2 separate regions of the Oryctolagus cuniculus genome follow, and region 1 is linked to region 2. The links are chromatin contacts, called in public Micro-C maps. All regions are on one chromosome and are shown on one strand. The core of a region is the stretch at or near the end of the contact, and the rest is flanking DNA. Distances in the headings are between cores, read along the strand shown. Region 1 has its middle 7.3 kb from the start of DNAH7. Region 2 overlaps HECW2 (HECT, C2 and WW domain containing E3 ubiquitin protein ligase 2).

Region 1 (5,419 bases), core at 1,151-3,650, 170 kb after region 2:
TCTCTCTCTCTCTCAGCTATCCCCACCCCCACCCTCACTCCTATCACTATCTGCTGGGGAAGCAGATGAAACTTTGGCATGAGAACCGAGGGGAATGGGTACCAGCAGATTTTTTAGGAATATCAACAAATGAAAGGACGGAATGGAAGATAAGCCAGGAAAGGGAATGTGAGACAACTGGGGAAATCAGGCAGCCAGTCACCTAGGACAAAATATGAAATAATTTTAAGAAGCAGGTGATAGTGCATAAAATTCTGAATAGTAGTTAGGAAAAACAAGAAGTGTACCAATGTCATTAGTAATATTAAGGCTGTTCCAATGGACTGTGGAACCAGCAGCCAGATAGTAGAGGGTTTCCAAAAAAAGATCAGGTGATGAACAAATAGACTAAGTGGGTAAAGACCATCCATTTCAGGATTTGAGATTAAAAAAGGGAGAAAATGGTATAGAATTTAACAGTAAATGTTAACATTCTATTTTAGCAGCTTAGAAACTCTGAATGACTTTTTTTTGTTTTTCCTTTAAAAAAAAAGATCTGTAGCCATTATCTGAATATTCGTTTAAAAATATATTACTATGCAATTATTTTGAAAATAACCTATCTTCAATTACTAGTATTTGAAAGTATGTCCATATATATATATATATATATATATATTTTGAAGAACATGGAACCTTGCCCAGGTGCTCCTTACAGGAAATGTGGGGCGGCCCTAAATCAGACTCATACTGAAAGTGGGTCACAGAACTGCTAACAGGCAATAAGGATTTAGCATTATTACTTCTTAATGTTATGATTTGACACTTGGGGAACAGATGATTCTTCTCATGTGTAATTCTTTATCCTTCATGACCTTGAAGGACATTCTAATTCCAGCTTCCGCACCCTTTTATTCTGCAGTCTGAATAACAAATAATAATAAGATGTCAGCTTCTGTTTCAGTCCTATTTATTGTAAAGATAGAGTACTATTGTATGTGTCAAGTTCTCATTCACAAGTTTTTTGATTTGACTTGTGTTATTATAAACATTCACATGTTTATAACATGATTTGACTAAGGATTTTTAAAAAATTTGCTTACTGGTGATGAAAATGTTCATCACGCACTCTCCTTGCTTCATTACCTGTGTAGGTGATGGCTGTTATATCATAGTAACTTTAATTCATTCTGATTGAAAGTGAATACTCAGAAAAAACCATGGCAGGAGTACCAGAGTAAACTGCACAAACAGAAGTCTCTTACCATGTATACTTTTTTGGTTCTTTCTTTTTAAGAATCTACAATTTAAAGGAAAAAGACAATTTTTCAAATGTTATCAAAATGATTCAAACTGTATTTGTACCCTTACCCTTGGTGAGTTCTATTACTAAAATGCATGAGACAAAGTAAACTGAAGGAAAACTGACATGAACAGTTATTCGTGAATGTGCAGAATGTCTACTTCATGTACAGCATTGTGATACGTACTAAAGTAATACACTATGTAACAGGGTGTGCTTGAGCCTGATAAGAAACTTCGTGGTTGGGGGAGACTAGTAAATGAAGTGGTTAAATAGGAATGCAAAGTGTGCATTGTCAGACAATTGATTTGGGTAAATGTTATAGGTGTTTGGAGAGGGAGTTCAGTCAGGCTGGGAACATCTCTTGGGGAAAGAAAGATTTGAATTGGACCTTTATAAGGGCTGGAAGTTGTAATTTACATTTGTGAAGGTAAAGGGAAAGCAATTCCTTTCAGGGAAAGCAATCCCTGCCCAACTTTCAGTTGCCTCCCTGTCTTCTCCTCACTCTCAAGCTTACATATAGCAGGGGCTCACCCTAGACCACACGGGACCTTGCTGCAGTGCTGTTTCTGGCCTAGTGGTGTACAGTACAAGGCAATACAACTCTGGTCACATTCTGTACTTCTACAAGCTCGTCCTGGAAATTTGGCACAGGACACACTGTGTACTTATCATCAGTACTTGACAAATACTTCAGAGTACATAATTAATGAACTTACGATTTTTAGGGTCATTCTATAAAGCACTGCAGGTGGAATGAAAAACGAAGGTGCAGGGAACTTGGAAACCTAATTTGTACTAGGAATTGAGCTAGATGTTTGAATATATTATCTAAATCAATCTAAAATGCTGTGGAACCAATTCAGAGAAGAGAAAATAAGTAGTAGTTTAAATCACAGAGTAACTTGCCCACCCTACCAACCAGTTGAGACAAAATCATGTTTTAAACTAGCTTTGATCCAGAAAATACTTCCTTTTCCTAAACTATATTCCTGCTCTCGATACAGAAAACTTATTCTTTTTTTTTTTTTTAGATACCAGAAATATTTCAGTGTTGAAATTACAGAGAAGAGAACTTGCCAAATTAGTTACAAGGTCAAATAAAACATTTGACAGACTAAAAATTTTTGGAGAGGTATTGTATTCAACCTTTGACCAGGAACAGAGAATGTCTTGCTGTATGTCCTTTGGAAAGATTATGAAAGCAAATAAAGAGAAAGTTTTCTAGTTGCCCCAAGCAATCATGAAAACACTACCTATCTACGTGATTACCTAGCAAAGTTGAAAAGCTTTATAGGGCAAATAAAAAGTTCAGAATCAACTCTGTGCCAATGACCTTTAAGCCACTTGTGAAATATGGAATGTCAAGTACAGCACATTTATGAAATCTATAGACAGAAGGTTGAGAGGCAAAGTTCTGACACTTTGGCCTATGAAGGACATATTCCAGAGCTTCCAGGGAATAAGATCTGATGTTTTTCCAAATAAAAATCAGTTTATTTATATATTGTTGCTTCCCCATGCACAAAAAATGACAAAGGTATTACCTAAAATATACTATATCTTTAGCATATATGAAATAATCTTTTGTTAAATCTACCTTAATAAAGAAGTCAGGTTACTTTCCAAACATGTAATTCTTTCCAGCTTTAATACATGACTATATTTCTTGATGGTTGCAAAAGTATAAAAATTTAAAACAGTCTAAGTCTGGTAAAATAGTTTTTCTTTCTGATTTGCAGGTGAATATATCTCCCTCTAGTGTTGAAAGAAACTAATACAAGTAGCTGTGTTTTTCTCCTCTGGTTGTGATTAGTAGAAGGTCAACGTGTGGTAATAAAGCAACATCGTTACCTGTTTTTATGGGAAGTGGTTCATATATAGCTCAATGTTTTCACAAATACCACATGCCTGAATTGTCAACCACATTTTGTAGTGTTCTTTTAGATCTAAGTTATCTATTGTAACTCTTTGTGCTTGCATAAATCTCGTTAAAGGGTTGATAAAATATATAATCTTTAAATTTCCAGTTTCCAGATAGAGAAAACAATAGCCCCAGAGCTTGGTCCTTAAACCTCTTTCTTCTTCCTTCCCTTTCTTTCTTTTCTTTCTCTTTCTTCTCTCCTTTCTTCCTTTCTTCTCTCCTTTCTCTTTTCTTTCCCTCCCCCTTTCTCTCCCCCTTTCTCTCTCCCTCCCTCCCTCCCTTCCTTCCTCCCTTCCTCCCGCCCTCCCTCCCTTCCTTCCTCCTCCCCTCCCTCCCTCCCTTCCTTCCTCCCCCCTCCCTCCCTCTCATTTGATGACCTTAGCTAATCTTGTGGCTTCAATGACCATCTGGCTCTGGATGAATTCTATTCTAAATCCCAACTATAGCTACACCCAGAGTTGTAGAGCTTCCTGTCTCCTCAACATCTGACTTGGATTTTTTAATGGTTGTCTCATATTTAACATGTTTAAAGCTGAGTTTTTAATTTTCTTTCCCCTTCTAATATGCCCTCTCCTTGGCCTTCCCCTTTAAAAGGCATTACTATCTACCAAGTGTTTCAGCCAAAATAACTTGAAAGTCCTTTTCCCTTATGCTTAACCCTGGCATCAAGTCTACCCACAAGTCCCTTTAGGTTTTCTTCCAAAATGCATGCCTTCTCTCCATCAGCACTTATGCCCCTGGTTTAAATCACCAGTGTTACTCCCCTCACCTACTCCAATAACCTACTAATTGAGCTGCCTGCTTCCACTCTTGCCTCATTTCAGTCTATGGTTTCTAATTAAAACAAGATCCATCCTCACTATGTTCCTTCTCCAGGACAAACAATGAAAACGTGTGAATCTCATTCCCATATTCAGATCTTAGAACTTGCTCTCTTACTTCCTACTTCCTTGCTTCTCTTATTCCCCACACCTTTGAATGGCAGGCTCCTTTTTGTCATGCAGGTCTCAGCTCAAATGTTTCCTTGGAGCGATTTCCCTCCCATCACTGTGGCTCTTTTTCTCCTCATACTTTTTCACCAGCTGGAATTATTTTATTAATATCCTTCTTTCCTTGCTAATATTCCACTTCTTTTTCCTAGAGCAACAGGGAGGATCTTGACCTGTCTCCTATATCTCCTATGCCCAGAACAATGCCTAGCAGATGTTCAATAAATGTGTGACTGAGCAAGATGAACACAATAAGGATGTGTGTAGATTCACAAAGAGAAAAGTATGGGCAGAGACAAAAATACCAGCTCTTGGACTAATTTTTCTTAACCTCATGCATGCCCCCTATAATAATAAATAAAGATCTGTCACCTTGCCTCAAAAGGTGAATGTATTACCAACACTTGCACTCCTTGTCCCCTTCCACATATACATTTTCAAATCAGGAGGCCAAAAATTAAGTAGGAACAAATAACTGCATAAGAAGTCAAAACTCAGCAGCTGTATAAGCTTACATAATGTATTTTTAAAGGAAAATGAAGTATCTTCTCATAAAATATTCCATTAGAATTAGCACAAATATGGGCATGAAATTCTTAACCAAGCATTTGGTTCATGTCTAATTGAATAATTTAACAACAACAACAACAAAAAAAAACCCCACCCAAACCATGAGAAAAAAAGACAAGATTATAAATACAAGTGAACTTCATGCTCAGGGAACCAAAACATCAGCAAGTCAATTTCTCTTCTCTATTTGGTATTTCCTTTTTGCTTTAATAGGGGGGAAAAAACCAGCTTCTGCTCCCGGATACCTTCTCTTAAAATGGATTTCCACATTTCTAGATTAGTAAGTCAAAAGCATACAGATAGCTGTATTCAAAGTAAACTGGGCAAAGGGAGTATTTCAGGGAGACAAGTAGCGGCAGTCATAAAGTGCATTCCTATAATCTGAAAGATCTGGTGGCCCAATATCTTTAACCTAAAATTCATTACAAACATTTTGAGAAATATGGTGATTTCTGTGAACTGGACTTAACCTTAGCAGTGAGGACAGAGATTACTTTAATTGCTCTCATCTCAGTGCTCAGTCTTACTGTGGTATCACTGATTACTGTGAGAATTAGTATGGGAATTCAGTTCCAGGAGCCATATTCCTTTTGCTTGACAGAGATCATGATACTCAACAAATATAAAAGCATTGTTTCACCAGTTTTTATAAAA
Region 2 (5,671 bases), core at 2,375-4,874:
GCTTCCTGCTAATGTGCACCCTGGGAAGCAGAGGTGATGCGGGGGCGGGGGGCTGCCACCCACATGGGACACCCAGATTGAGTTCCTGGCTCCTGGCTTTTGCCTGGCCCACCCCCAACTGTCCCAGCGTTTGGGAAATGAACCAGCAGATGGGACCATTCTCCCTCCCTCCCCCCCACCCCAAGCCAAAGTGCATGCTAAATTTCTGGCAGAAAGTGGAACTTTTCCTGAATGTGTGATATAATAGATCAGCTATGTGTTTTAGCATGTAGAGACGGTTAATCATGTGGATTCGTCCTAGGCATTTTTTGTCGACCACAACTCCCGTACTACCACTTTCATTGACCCTCGGCTCCCACTTCAGAGCAGCAGACCCACGAGTGCGCTGGTTCATCGGCAACACCTGACAAGGCAACGCAGTCACAGTGCCGGTGAGGTGAGTCGCATGCGTTAGGGCCTGAGCTGTCGGTTGGTGTAAGTGCCTAAAATATGGTGGTTTATGGAATTGGCTTGACTTTTTATTATGTGCTTTGTTTTTCTGGTTTGATTTAGAGGGTGTAGTTCAGAGGCTGAAAAGCCCTGAGATATTGACAGGGCTTCTCTGAACATACCTATAACCTAAATTACACATTTAAAAGAGAGGATATATGAAGCAAGGTTGGTAGAATTAAAGATTTGGTTTAATTTGAAGAAAAGTAAGAAGGAATTAGTAATGACTGGAAGTTCAAGAGAAGATGCTGATAAGCCCTTTTGCACATCCAAGGAGAGCCCCATACGAAGAAATGAAAGTTACAGTGGGATAAAAATTTGCTTAAATATGGGGAAGAAATTTTTAAGTTAGGTTTGCTAGATTACATTAAAATATTCAGCCAAGGCTGTGGGATTGTGGAATCCTCATTAGTATTCCTTTAAATTATTATACATCTGAGAGTTGCCTGGAGAAAATTGGCTGAACTAAGAATTACTGTAATTTTACTGTGCTCTACTTTGTCATTTTGCAGTGACCCATGGTAACCACATGAGGGCCCTCTAATATCCTAACCAAAAGGACCAAAAAAATCTCACTTTTTCCTTCAGCAGCTTAAATTACTAGAAGGAATGTTTTAGGACAAATTTTCTCCCCTTTAATATGGGCTTATGCTTCAAGTGTATGTCATCATTGATGTACATTGTTTCTAAAAATTTCCTTAGATAAATAGAATTAAGATTCTTTTCTGGCATGCCTTTTCTATCTGTGTGTATGTCATATTTTCAATATTATATTGTAGGGCCAATATTTTTATAGCTTCTGTTAAAAGAAAAAATTATGAATGCAATAAATAACTGGATTTGGTTCATCAAAATTCCACTCTTGGAATTTCCCTTCATAATTTACATGCTTGCTCTAATGCCTCATGTGCTTGCTGGTTTTAAGTGTAGACACAGAAGAATATACATGAGAAGCTCATATAAAAATGATATATAAATCTTTTGCGGGATGAGGTATGTACAAAAAATATTTATGTTTTATGAGTAGCTAATAAATCTTTACCTTGCTCTCATATAAACCATTAGTGGTGAACTAGATGACGCTAGCAGCATTTGTCTTAAAAGCAGAACAAACCTTTGGACCTGTATGCAATATGTAGCATAATTATGACTGTCTGACTTCTCACATGGAGAGTGCACTTGAGCCACTTCCCTTATTGTGAGTTCATGAGTCTGACTGTTCAGGCCAATCAAGACTGTTTTCCTAGGAAACATGCATAGGATAGTTAGATATACTTGCTTTTTAAACCTTCTACCTTACAACTGGAATTGTTTTCATGGTCCAGCACTAGACTGTTGTGAGGGAGGGACCCTAAGGGGTCTGTTAAAATTTGAGTGAAGATTTCTCATCCTATTGATATTAACTGACCAGTAGAACAGAAATAACTCCCTCAAGACACAGCGTTCAGCCATGGTGTTGCTAAATCTTTGCAGGGACATCTTTTCTGATGCAGCTGTTGGAAGTGTGCACATCCTTACCACAATCTGATTCCACAAGTGAGGTCTCGAGAAGACCTCTGGCTGTTCTCAGAAATGAAAACACATGGCAGCCTACTGACAGGAGGGAAAGTACATCTCAGCATATTGAGGTCATAAATTTTCTGACTGACTGATAGTGTGTAGTTAATGATTGAATCCCCCCAGAGAGTGACTCTAAGCTACTAACTCAAAACAAGCAAGGTGAGAAAACTCCTACTTGTATATCTGAGTCTTTCCATCCTCCATCTCCTACTCATTCAGCCCATCCTCTGGTCAGTAGAAATCTTGATATCTTTCCCATACAACACATTAACGCTTACCAAACACCTACTCCGTGTGTTCGACATGGTGGTTGATGTTGTAGGGGGCACAAATAAATAACATGTGTTTCCTTAATTGAGAGAGAATCTGTAAAATCATAATACAAATGAATAAACATGAGTGAAAAATGCTTTATAAACTTTTATAATAGTAGAGAAGGAAAAGTGTGTCTTTACCCTTTTAGATAATGATAGATTTTTTTCTTTCTCTTTCTGCCTTTACTAAAGTATAATTGATAAATAATAAAAACTGTTAATAATTACAACTACTTTAGAAATACACATCAAGCATAGCAAAAGCTCTGAGGAGATTCATTTGACTTGATCTCAAAGGGAAGAGAAGTCTTCGTTGAGTAGGGACTGTTTGAACCAGGCTTTGAAGAATGGGTAAGAGCATTCTTGAGGGATAAGCAAGCAGCAAAGGGTGGGGAAGATATTTCTTGTGTTAGATCTTTAGAAAAATCCTCAGCCAACGGCTAACTGATGTAGTATGATAAAATGGTTGTGAAGGTTTCAGTGGGTGGGAATACAAGCTCTATTTTAAAAATATCAATATATCAATCTATGTTATTTTTCCTTTTGTTCTCTGCTTTTTCTACTGTTCTACTGTTGTCTTAAAAGACCTCTAGTATTTGGGGGGAAATGCTAAGGCAAAGCTAGACTAGTGTTAGAGCTTTCTACTAAGACTATTAATGGGTATACTTAGCTATCTGCTTTTGTGTATGAGTTTCTAAATCTATAATAAGTACAATAAATAATTCAGGTTAGGGCAACCCAATTTAGCTCCTCCACACCTGCTGCTGTTAGCTCCCTGTTGTGGGAGGCTCAAACCAGAAAGAGCTGTTGTGCCAGGTGCTCTAATAGGCATGTAAAATTGCTTCTAAGGAGATGATACATTAACTCAGAACCCCACAGGAAGATTGCTGCTCTTCATCCCTCCTCTGCTGAGACAGGGAATTCTCTGGCCTGCCTTGGCCAATGGAAGGAACATCTTGGCACTGTCCCAATATATTTTGTACCACCCAGTTCTTCCCATTGACAGTATTGTTGCAGGTTGTGTTCTGTCAATGCAGAAGTTATTCCTGATCAACAGGTCTGCTATTTAGCTGCTGCATTCTTAGTAATCATAAGCATATTGAACTACTTCAGTGCTAAATAGCCACTATCCCACCTCCTTTTAAGGATATGGCTGTGCCATTCTTCTCTCTGTTCAGCTACTAAAGTGGGGCTTTCAAGGACTGAGAACCTTGTTTCAGCTCCACAGCTGGCAGCTGTTCCAGTCCTTTGGTATTTCACCATGCTCATTGTTAAGTACTTGGAACAATTTGGTTGAGATTGCTGATAGAAAGCTCTGTAGCTCTGAGCACAGAACATAAATGATGCTTGTGTTTGCAGGTAGGAGAAGATTCTCGACATGCAGGACCACCAGTTCTTCCCAGGCCATCCAGTACATTCAATACAGTCAGCAGGCCACAGTACCAGGACATGGTTCCAGTGGGTATGTGACCCCTTTCCAGAAGCTTTTGTGCTTTCATGTCAGAGGAAACCACGTATACTGTGCAAATACTTCCTTGTTGTCCGCCTGCTACTTTTGATGTGCATTCAGAAATTGCCTCGTTATCCTTAAGAAATTTAGAGCAAATCCTGGAGACTTAAATCTCCAAGGGCTTTGTCTTGCAAAATTCTATAGGAGGAGATTTTAAAACTATTATTATTCTGCCATTTCTGAGAACTATTATATTGCTGAAGTTGAGGAAAACTGTTTATTTTGCAATCATTGTGAGGTAAGCATTTGGACAAGTGTATACTTGAGGTTTGAGACAGAATTTAGATGATGTGGGAATCTGTAATAGCCTCGCAAATTAAAAAAAACAATGATAGCATATTTTTTTTTTTACTTGAGAGAATCAGAGAGGGAGATAGGACTCTCATCTACTAATTCACTCCCCAGTTGGACTAAGGCTGGAAACATCACATTATGCCTTCCAGAGTCTGCATTGCAGGAAGCTGGAATTGGGAGCAGGAGCCAGAAATTGAACCCAGGCATTCCAGTGTAGTATGCAGGCATCTTAATTGGTGTCTTATCTACTAGACAAAATATCTGCTTCAATAGCACATTCTTGAGATATTTTGTAGCAAATTGGAGGCATCAAGAGCCTAAAAAAAAGAAAGTTAAAAATAAATCAATGCAGGCATATAGTAGAAAACAACTTGAATAGTTATTAAAATAATAAGGTTTGGGACCAGCATTGTAGCATAGCAGGTAAAACTGTAGCCTACAACACTGGCATTCCATATTGGTGCTGGTTCAAGTCCTGGCTATTCCACTTCCAATCCAGCTCCCTGCTAATGGCCTGGGAAGAGTGGTGAAAGAGTGCTTAAGTGTTTGGGCGCCTGCTGCCCAATGTGGGATAAAGCTCTAAACTTAGGCCTGGCTCAGCCCTGGCCATTGCAAACACTTGGGGAGTGAACCAGCAGATGGAAGATCTTTCTCTCTCTCTGTAACTCTGACTTTCAAATAAATAACTCAGTCTTTTTAAAAAATTTGTTAAATGATAAGGTTTAAGTAAATCAGTGATTTTCAATTATAGAATCTCTAAGGCAGGTGGGGTAGACAGGTGGATAGAGGAATGTACAAGTTCTTCTCTACAGCTTAAATTAGAGAAATTCTCTATTTGTTTGCTTCTGCTTTAAATTTTTTAATTAAAAAAATTTATCTTGAAGTATAATGGCCATGACATAAAGAAGTTTGACAACTACTGATAGGAAGAAATCTAGGGTCAAAGTCTAGCAGTTTGTGGTTTATGATATCACTATTAACACAATACTAAATATTGCATGTCGAATTTTAAAATACTATACAATTTTTGCTTAAAATTTATCAAGTCTCTGCTCTTGGGTAGAATATAAACTTCAATTCAATTACATAAGTGTCTCCATTATTCATGTGTTATGAAATGTTAATTTAGAGAAACTCTGAGTTAGCAGTGGGATTCCATTTTAGCAGATAGTATCTATTAAAACGTCTTTTTCATATTTCATTAAAATATATATAGATAGTGTGATGTAGCTAAAATTTGAGTTGATACATAAATACTGAAGCATACTTTTGTTTAATTGCTTGTTATTTTTAGGAAAGCATATTTCTTAGTTATAGTTATAAACAAAATTGTTGACTGCACCAGGATCTCTCTTGTTTGAGGGTCAATCTGTTTTCTGTGAATTTGTGCCTCCTTCCGATTATTAATAAGTATAACCAAACTGAATCATTTTAAAAATTATTTTCTTGACAAGAGCAATATTAATAGGTCCTTAGTAAACTTTAATTAGCTATTTTTAAATTT

Evidence for each region. A called contact is a pair of places that touch in the nucleus more often than the background predicts.
Region 1: a contact with region 2 is called in a Micro-C map of ear pinna, with 7 times the contacts expected there. The contact joins two enhancer-like sites. A contact is called at or near these places in 4 of 6 Hi-C or Micro-C datasets (ear pinna, embryonic fibroblasts, skin fibroblasts and 1 more).

Annotation. Positions count from the first base shown.
Region 1 is chr3:44,232,616-44,238,034 of mOryCun1.1, forward strand. No RefSeq gene overlaps it. Among named protein-coding and RNA genes, the nearest start is that of DNAH7, 7.3 kb to the right of the region's middle. Within about 2 kb of position 2,401, at least 1 of the 8 cell types and tissues checked has an H3K27ac peak or open chromatin away from gene starts, as enhancers often do.
Region 2 is chr3:44,063,262-44,068,932 of mOryCun1.1, forward strand. HECW2 (HECT, C2 and WW domain containing E3 ubiquitin protein ligase 2) reads left to right here. Exons shown (of 29, transcript XM_051849334.2): 15 at 302-436; 16 at 3,723-3,825. Among named protein-coding and RNA genes, the nearest start is that of STK17B, 100 kb to the right of the region's middle. Within about 2 kb of position 3,625, at least 1 of the 8 cell types and tissues checked has an H3K27ac peak or open chromatin away from gene starts, as enhancers often do.